Linked DNA regions of Mus musculus: region 2 is linked to region 1. A link is a contact called in public HiChIP or PLAC-seq data. All regions are on one chromosome and are shown on one strand. Each heading gives the region's core, a stretch centred on a gene start, on an enhancer-like site or on the middle of the called end of the contact. The rest is flanking DNA. Distances are from core to core; before and after follow the strand shown. Region 1 holds the start of Onecut3 (one cut domain, family member 3). Region 2 holds the start of Amh (anti-Mullerian hormone).

Region 1 (4,082 bases), core at 400-2,899:
GACTTGTTCACATTGAAACAGTCCCTTCAGCCCTGTCCACCCAAGGATTTGGGAGAGGGACCTCTGTGTACCCCCCCCCTTAATGGCTCATATACAATGCCACTCACTTTCCTCCAAGATCCTCTTCTCTGGGGGGGGGGGGGCAGCATGAAAGGGGAAAATGAGGAACAGAAAAGGATCTGTGCAGCCCCGGGCATGGACCACCACGCCTGTCACACAGCCAGTGCACTGTGGACATCAGATTCTTGGTTTGCTTTGTTTCCAGCCTGATAGCCCAAGCCATTGGTGGGGGCATCCCTTGAGTGAGCGTCAGAGCCCATGGGTGACTCAAGCTCCAGAACAAATGCCAATAACCCTCCCTGGCAGTGAGCAGGGCAAGGGAGGCAGGGGCTGAGGCTGAGTGAAGACACCCTCCTAACACAAGGTCCCCCCAGAGTCTGGCATGGCCACCCTGGTAATCGGTAATCTCTTCTCCACAAACCCAAGGGGTCTTGTTCCCAGGTGCTTTGTGCCTGTAGGGTGCCATCCATGTACCCCTTCTGTCCCCCTTCACTGTCTGCAGGTGGGAAAGGGAGAGAGAGAGAGAGAGAGAGAGAGAGAGAGAGAGAGAGAGAGAGAGAGAGAGAGAGAGATCCTAGGCTAGCTATCTCAGTCTGAAAAAAAAAAAAAAACCCCAAACCCAAGCTGGTCTAGAGATGACCAGTCTCAGACAAGACATCCTTAGACCCCAGAGATATTGGGGACAGGAAGTAGCCAATTACACGGGACTTAGGAGGAATTTTCCCCTCTCTCTTCCCCCCCTCTCTGTCATCTTTTCCATGTGTAGCCCTGACTGTCCTTGAATCCAGTTCTGTAGACCAGGCTGACCTTGAACTCAGAAATCCACCTGCCTCTGCCTCCCAAGTGCCGAGATTAAAGGCATGTGCCACTACACCGGACCTTGGAGGAATTTATGTTTGCTTTGATGCAAAGACTCACTATAAAGCCCTTGCCTGACTGGAACTTGCTACATAGACCAGGCTAGCCTCCAAATTAACGATCCACCTGCCTCTGTCTTCCCAATCCTGGGCCTAAAAACCACTAAAGTCCCTGTTAAGAAAGATTTCTGCAGGGCAATTACATTGCACAATTGAAGAAACAGAGGCCCAAATGCCCAAATGCCTGCTTTTCCTTGTGCTTGAGGCCAATGTGTGATTGTTCTGGGGACCTACTAATAGCCCCACTTCATCCCAAAAGAGGTTTTGAAATCTTTGTGTGCATACGGGGAAAACAGCCCATCTTTCTGAGAGTGTCAACAGAGTTGGGGGGCGTTTGTAGCCACACTTCAGGAACTGGGGGCGGGTAGGGGCAGAAGGGGGAATGTACAGGACAGAGAATCAAAGACGCTGATATGAGAACACACACACACACTCACTCACACTCACACAGAGCCAGGACTAGCGGTCCCCCACCCCAATCCCTCAGGTTCTTCTCAGGGCAAGGAGAATGGGGAGACCCAAGAAGCCAGCCTGGTGCTCCAAGGGGTTTGGCGGGTGCAGGCGGAGCGATGGGCGGGGGCGCTGACGTCAGACCCGGGCCGGGGCGCCGGCGGCGGCCGCCCCGCCACATCCTGGTGGCCGCTGCTCGCAGCAGCCGAAGCCGAGCGAGAGCACTGAACAAGCGGGACAGTAGCAGCCGCCGCCACCAGGAGCGTCGGCCAGTGCGTGGGGACCATGCTGCGGCCTTGAGCACACACGAAGAGGACACCCAGGATGGAGTTGAGCTTGGAGAGCCTCGGGGGGCTGCACGGGGTGACACACGCGCAAGCCGGCGAGCTGCTGAGCCCGGGCCACGCGCGCTCCGCCGCGGCCCAACACCGAAGCCTAGTGGCATCGGGGCGCCCAGGCCTGGTGGCCGGCATGGCTAGCCTGCTGGACGGTGGTGGCGCCGGGGGCGGGGGCGCCGGGGGCGCGGGGGCTGCAGGGGCCGCGGGTGGTGGCCCTGACTTCCGTGGGGAGCTGGCTGGCCCCCTGCACCCGGCCATGGGTATGGCGTGCGAGGCCCCAGGTTTGGGTGGCACCTACACCACGCTCACGCCCTTGCAGCACCTGCCGCCGCTGGCCGCCGTGGCCGATAAGTTCCACCAGCACGCGGTGGCTGGGGCGCACGGAGGCCATCCACACGCTCACCCTCACCCGGCCACCGCGCCGCCACCGCCCCCTCCGCAGCGCCTGGCGGCCAGCGTGAGCGGCAGCTTCACCCTCATGCGCGACGAGCGGGCGGCGCTGGCCTCGGTGGGCCACCTCTACGGGCCTTATGGCAAGGAGCTGCCCACCATGGGGTCGCCACTGTCGCCGCTGCCCAGCGCGCTGCCCCCCGCTCTGCACAGCGCCCCGCAGCCGCCGCCGCCGCCACCGCTCGCCGCTTACGGGGCTCCGGGCCACCTGGCCGGGGACAAACTACTGCCACCTGCCGCCTTCGAGCCACACGCGGCGCTTCTGGGGCGCGCAGAGGACGCGCTGGCCCGAGGGCTGCCTGGAGGCGGCGGCGGCGCGGGAGGCGGCGGGGCGGCCGGCGGGGCGGCCGCGGGTTTGCTGGCTCCGCTGGGCGGGCTGGCTGCGGCCGGGGCGCACGGGCCTCACTCAGGCGGCGGTGGCCCCGGAGGGGGCGGTGGCGCTGGCGGCGGCAGCGGCGGCCCGGGAGCCGGCGCTGCAGCCGAAGAGATCAACACCAAAGAGGTGGCCCAGCGCATCACCGCCGAGCTGAAGCGCTACAGCATCCCGCAGGCCATCTTCGCGCAGCGCATCCTGTGCCGCTCGCAGGGCACGCTCTCCGACCTGCTGCGCAACCCGAAGCCCTGGAGCAAGCTCAAATCCGGCCGCGAGACCTTCCGCAGGATGTGGAAGTGGCTGCAGGAGCCGGAGTTCCAGCGCATGTCGGCGCTGCGCCTGGCAGGTAGGGACAAGGGCCCCTGAGGCTCGATCCTGGGGGACATGGTTGGCACAGGATGAAGGACCTTGGCTAGTGCGTCCTGCCAGCCTAGAGGGGGGAAACTGTAGCCTCTGAGGCTGACCCGGGGTCTGCATCGCCGAGTGTCACTAATAGAAAGAGGGCAAATACAATTATTGTTTCCGTCCCTATTCTTTTAGGGACTGTGTAGGGTGTCTAGTGTCTTTGAGGCTGATGTAGACATAGGGTGCTAAACTAAAACAGCCCTCGCGTGGCTCCGTGTGTGCGCGTGTATGCGCGCGTCTGTAGCACGTTCCTTGGGTTCACGATCCCCTGCGATCAGAGGTGCCACTCCCCTCGTCCCCAAACATCCTGCAAGAGGGACCAAAGGCGCCCTCTCTCCACCCAGTCACAAAGCTCTAGGTGCTGACTAGACTCAGCCAAGGCCTGGCCACCGCTCTGCCCCCAGCCCCAGCACCACCACCACCACCGAGCTCTCTTCCTATGCAGCTCAGCCTCTGCCGACGATCGATCCGCTAGTCCCCCATCCCTCCCCCCTCTGGCCGTTGGCAAAGGTCATTTGAGATTGGGGGAGGGGCAGCCCTTGGGACCCTGGGCTCAGTGGCATCCACCAGAGGCCTTCACACCCCCCCCCCCCCGTGGCTCCCAGGGCCTCACTCCCTCCTGTTTTCCTGTCCCCCCTTTCTACTTCTCTCCACGGGGACAAATTGCTGTCCCTCTCTTCGAGCTGCCTCTTCGGTACCCAGTCCAGTCTCTCTTTATTCTTTTCTTCTCTTGCGCCTTGCCTGAGTCTCTCCCACACACAGAAGCATGCGAGCCAGCCCCTGGGGGACCCGTTGTCTCCTCCTTTGGTCTAACCTGTCCCCTCCCACCCCAGCGAGGAATGTGGGGGTGTGCCATAGACCCTACATCCTCCGTGATTGGGAAGGGGTGTCAGGAGGCCGGTGGTCTGGGCAGAGCGTTTTTTCTATGGCGTAGTGGGGAGGGGGCTGTGCACCCCGTTCCAGGGACAATAGCGGTTTCCAGAGCCTCATCGATCCCTCTGCATACAAACACAGAGAGGGGCGGGGCAGCCGGGACTCAAGAGAGGCGCCCCTAAGGCAGGAGCTGAGAACTGGGTTGACTGTACCCCT
Region 2 (4,082 bases), core at 890-3,389, 310 kb after region 1:
GGAGGGGGAGGCTGGCTGTTGCAGTCACTGCCCCTGGAGCCCCTCTGCAGAGGCCCCTGGGTGACGTGGCCTAGCCAGAAGACCAATCACATGGCCAGCAGGAGCCCAGGGACCCAAGTTGCCAAGAGTCCCCTTTGGCAGGCAGGGTCCGTCCTGGGGAGGCTGTGACACAGCACCTCCCTCCTCATACTCTTCTTGGACTTCAACAGCTGCCCCTGCATAGAGTGCTGGGTTGGGTTGCCCTCCCTCACTTTAGGTCCTAGCCAGTGGCCTTAGGCAGAGAAGCCAGGCCTTGTGTTGAGGAACCCTGTTCTGTTGTGCACACACAGCACATAACAGCCCCATCCCTTCTGTTGCAGTGACCAAGCAGAGGGACACAGAGATGGGCCAGCAGAGCCTGCTGTTCCAGGTGAGGTGGGACCAGTCAGGGGTGGACCAGACACACGGGTGGTGATGCCAATAGTGCTGTGCATGTTTTACAGATTGACTACCCTGAGATCGCAGAGGGTATCATGCCACGCCACCGTTTCATGTCTGCTTATGAGCAGAGGATCGAGCCTCCAGACCGCCGCTGGCAGTACCTGCTCATGGCTGCTGAGCCCTATGAGACCATTGCTTTCAAGGTAGCGACCCTACAGGACAGAGAGAGCAGCTAAATTCAGCTGTCTGTGTATCCTAGCCCCTCCTTGGGGTGCTGCAGCCTCTGACTTTCTCCCTAGGTGCCAAGCCGGGAGATTGACAAGGCTGAGGGCAAGTTTTGGACCCACTGGAACAGAGAAACCAAGCAGGTGAGGTTCCACAGGCCTTGCGTGGGTACTCTCTCAGCGCTCCTCAGTGGCCCTGCCCCAGTCACTGACCCTCTCTCCTACAGTTTTTTCTTCAGTTCCACTTTAAGATGGAGAAGCCCCCAGCACCTCCCAGCCTCCCAGCAGGACCCCCAGGCGTCAAGCGGCCCCCGCCCCCACTCATGAATGGACTGCCTCCTCGCCCACCACTCCCTGATGCCTTGCCCCCACCTCCACCTGGTGGCCTGCCTCTCCCTCCTATGCCCCCCACTGGGCCTGCTCCCTCTGGGCCCCCTGGACCTCCCCAGATGCCCCCACCAGCTCCTGGGGTGCACCCCCCGGCCCCAGTAGTACACCCACCAACATCTGGAGTCCATCCCCCAGCTCCTGGGGTACACCCCCCAGCACCAGTGGTCCATCCACCAACATCTGGGGTCCATCCCCCAGCCCCTGGAGTGCACCCACCCACCCCTGGAGTGCACCCACCAGCCCCAGGAGTGCACCCACCAGCTCCAGGTGTCCACCCACCAGCTCCAGGGGTACACCCCCCAACTCCAGGGGTGCACCCACCAGCTCCAGGGGTGCACCCACCAGCTCCAGGGGTGCACCCACCAGCTCCAGGGGTACACCCTCCTCCATCAGCTGGAGTTCATCCTCAGGCTCCAGGGGTACACCCACCTGCTCCTGCAGTACACCCTCAAGCCCCTGGGGTACACCCCCCAGCCCCTGGGATCCACCCTCAGGCACCAGGGGTTCACCCTCAGCCGCCTCCTGGAGTCCACCCTGCTGCCCCGGGGGTCCACCCTCAGCCTCCAGGGGTTCACCCCTCAAATCCTGGGGTGCACCCTGCTCCTATGCCCCCCATGCTGAGGCCCCCACTCCCCTCAGATGGCCCTGGGAACATGCCTCCCCCTCCCCCAGGCAACTGAGCAGTCCCCCCACCAGCCTCTGTTGTCTGTGTGGTCTTTTCCCATTGCCAGTCCTTGGAAGGTTTTCTATTTGTCCTGCCTTGAGCCTATTAAACAGCCTCCCCCGTGTCTCCCTGTCTGCTGTGTGTTTGGTAGTGGGGAGGGTGGATACTGCTTGTCTCTGTTGAAGCTGTGGTGACCTGGGGCGTCCTCCAGGTGGGCTCCCCAGGGAGATGGGAGCTACTCAAGGACAGCTCAGGCCTCTGCAGTTATGGGCCCAGCTCTGAGGACAGAAAGCCCTTTGAGACAGTCGCCTCCCACCTGCTGGGCATGAAAAGTGCCAGGCACTGTCCCCCAAGGTCACCTTTGGTGTTGATAGGGGCGTCCCTCCCAAGCAAGCAATCTGGCTCAGCCATACATATAAGCAGGGCCACCCGGACCTTGCTGTACCACCATGCAGGGGCCACACCTCTCTCCACTGGTACTGCTGCTAGCGACTATGGGGGCTGTGTTACAGCCTGAGGCGGTTGAAAACCTGGCCACCAATACCAGGGGCCTCATCTTCCTTGAAGATGAGCTCTGGCCCCCCAGCAGCCCCCCTGAACCTTTGTGCCTGGTGACAGTGAGAGGAGAGGGGAACACAAGCAGAGCTTCCCTGAGGGTGGTGGGGGGTCTGAACAGCTATGAGTATGCCTTCCTGGAGGCTGTCCAGGAGTCTCGCTGGGGACCCCAAGACCTGGCCACCTTCGGAGTCTGCAGCACTGACTCCCAGGCTACCCTGCCTGCCCTGCAGCGCCTTGGGGCCTGGCTAGGGGAGACTGGAGAACAGCAGTTGCTAGTCCTACATCTGGCTGAAGGTACGTGATGGACTCTGTCTCAGCGCCCATGATGCCTTGGGACTGAGTGAGTTAGGGCAGAAGCTGGGGGAGGGGGGTTTGGGGGAGGGGGCCTCGCTGGATTGCTAGGCAGAACCTTATACACCCTTTCAGGAACTGTAGTGGGCAAGATGGCAGGACACACCCCAATGATCACACCTTCCAGACAGATGACAGCAGAGCTGCTGTGTCCTTACAAGCAAGGTCTCCACACCTTGGATCAGGGTCCCTCAGGCCTACATGGCCCCAGAAGATCTCCAGTGAAGAGTCCAGCTGAGGGAATTTCTGTAGGACAGATCTTGAGGGACTGAAGCTAATGGCCTCAGAGACTCAGTCAACCAATATTTGCCCACAGTGATATGGGAGCCCGAGCTCTTGCTGAAGTTCCAAGAGCCTCCACCTGGGGGAGCCAGCCGCTGGGAGCAGGCCCTGTTAGTGCTATACCCTGGACCAGGCCCCCAGGTCACAGTCACAGGGACTGGACTGCGGGGCACACAGGTACCAGAGACTGGCATGGGCCCATCCCCTAACAGCCTTCTGGTTGAGGTTGTGCCAAATGGAAGGGTTGGTGGGGTTAGGAGTACACCTGGGAGGCTATTCCCAGTATGGCAGGGGTGGTGCCTGTAGCCTGACCATCTTCCCCAGTCCTGCTGACAAGAGTCCCTGTGTCCACAGAACCTCTGCCCTACTCGGGACACCCGCTATTTGGTGCTAACCGTGGACTTCCCAGCGGGGGCCTGGAGCGGCTCGGGCCTCATCTTAACCCTTCAACCAAGCAGAGAAGGTAGGTCCTGGCAGAGGGGAGGGGACAGAGTGGAAGGAAGCTGCCCTTAACCCCAGCCCTCAGCCAGCACGTGCCCACCCTCTACAGGTGCCACCCTGAGCATCGATCAGCTGCAAGCCTTTCTATTTGGCTCTGATTCCCGCTGTTTCACGCGGATGACTCCCACCCTGGTGGTGCTGCCACCCGCCGAGCCGTCACCGCAGCCAGCACACGGCCAGCTGGACACCATGCCTTTCCCGCAGCCTGGGTGCGCACAGGGATGGAGGAGGAACTGGGACGTTGGAGGGGGTAGTTGGTCCACCATAGCCTCTTGTGCTCACAGCTGGCCCACTTCGTTCTATTCCAGACTGTCCCTGGAGCCTGAGGCCCTGCCACACAGCGCCGACCCCTTCCTAGAGACCCTCACTCGCTTGGTTCGTGCTCTGCGGGGACCTCTGACCCAGGCTTCGAACACGCAACTGGCCCTGGACCCTGGTGCGCTGGCCAGCTTCCCACAGGGCCTGGTCAACCTGTCAGACCCCGCAGCACTGGGACGCCTGCTCGACTGGGAGGAACCCCTATTACTGCTGCTGTCACCCGCTGCGGCCACGGAGAGGGAACCTATGCCGCTGCACGGCCCCGCTTCTGCTCCCTGGGCAGCGGGCCTGCAACGCAGGGTGGCAGTGGAGCTGCAGGCGGCAGCCTCAGAGCTGCGGGACCTCCCGGGTCTGCCACCCACAGCTCCCCCGCT

What was found. HiChIP or PLAC-seq counts read pairs in DNA pulled down with a chosen protein or histone mark.
Region 2: a FOXA1 HiChIP or PLAC-seq map of pancreatic cancer cells shows a contact between it and region 1. The contact joins the promoter of Amh here to the promoter of Onecut3 in region 1. A contact is called at or near these places in 1 of 39 promoter capture datasets (liver), 1 of 15 datasets of contacts at CTCF or cohesin (the NIH/3T3 cell line), 2 of 115 datasets of contacts at active chromatin or transcription factors (microglia and pancreatic cancer cells) and 2 of 9 other capture datasets (adipose tissue and pancreatic islet).

What each region holds. Positions count from the first base shown.
Region 1 is chr10:80,493,257-80,497,338 of GRCm38.p6, forward strand. It overlaps Onecut3 (one cut domain, family member 3), which reads left to right and starts at 1,650. Exons shown (of 2, transcript NM_139226.3): 1 at 1,650-2,934. The coding sequence starts at 1,752.
Region 2 is chr10:80,803,101-80,807,182 of GRCm38.p6, forward strand. It overlaps Amh (anti-Mullerian hormone), which reads left to right and starts at 2,140. Exons shown (of 5, transcript NM_007445.3): 1 at 2,140-2,550; 2 at 2,924-3,066; 3 at 3,244-3,352; 4 at 3,440-3,599; 5 at 3,699-4,082. The coding sequence starts at 2,148. Sf3a2 (splicing factor 3a, subunit 2) reads left to right here. Exons shown (of 9, transcript NM_013651.4): 6 at 360-409; 7 at 483-623; 8 at 720-788; 9 at 872-1,822. The coding sequence ends at 1,714. RefSeq lists a promoter at 1,962-2,182.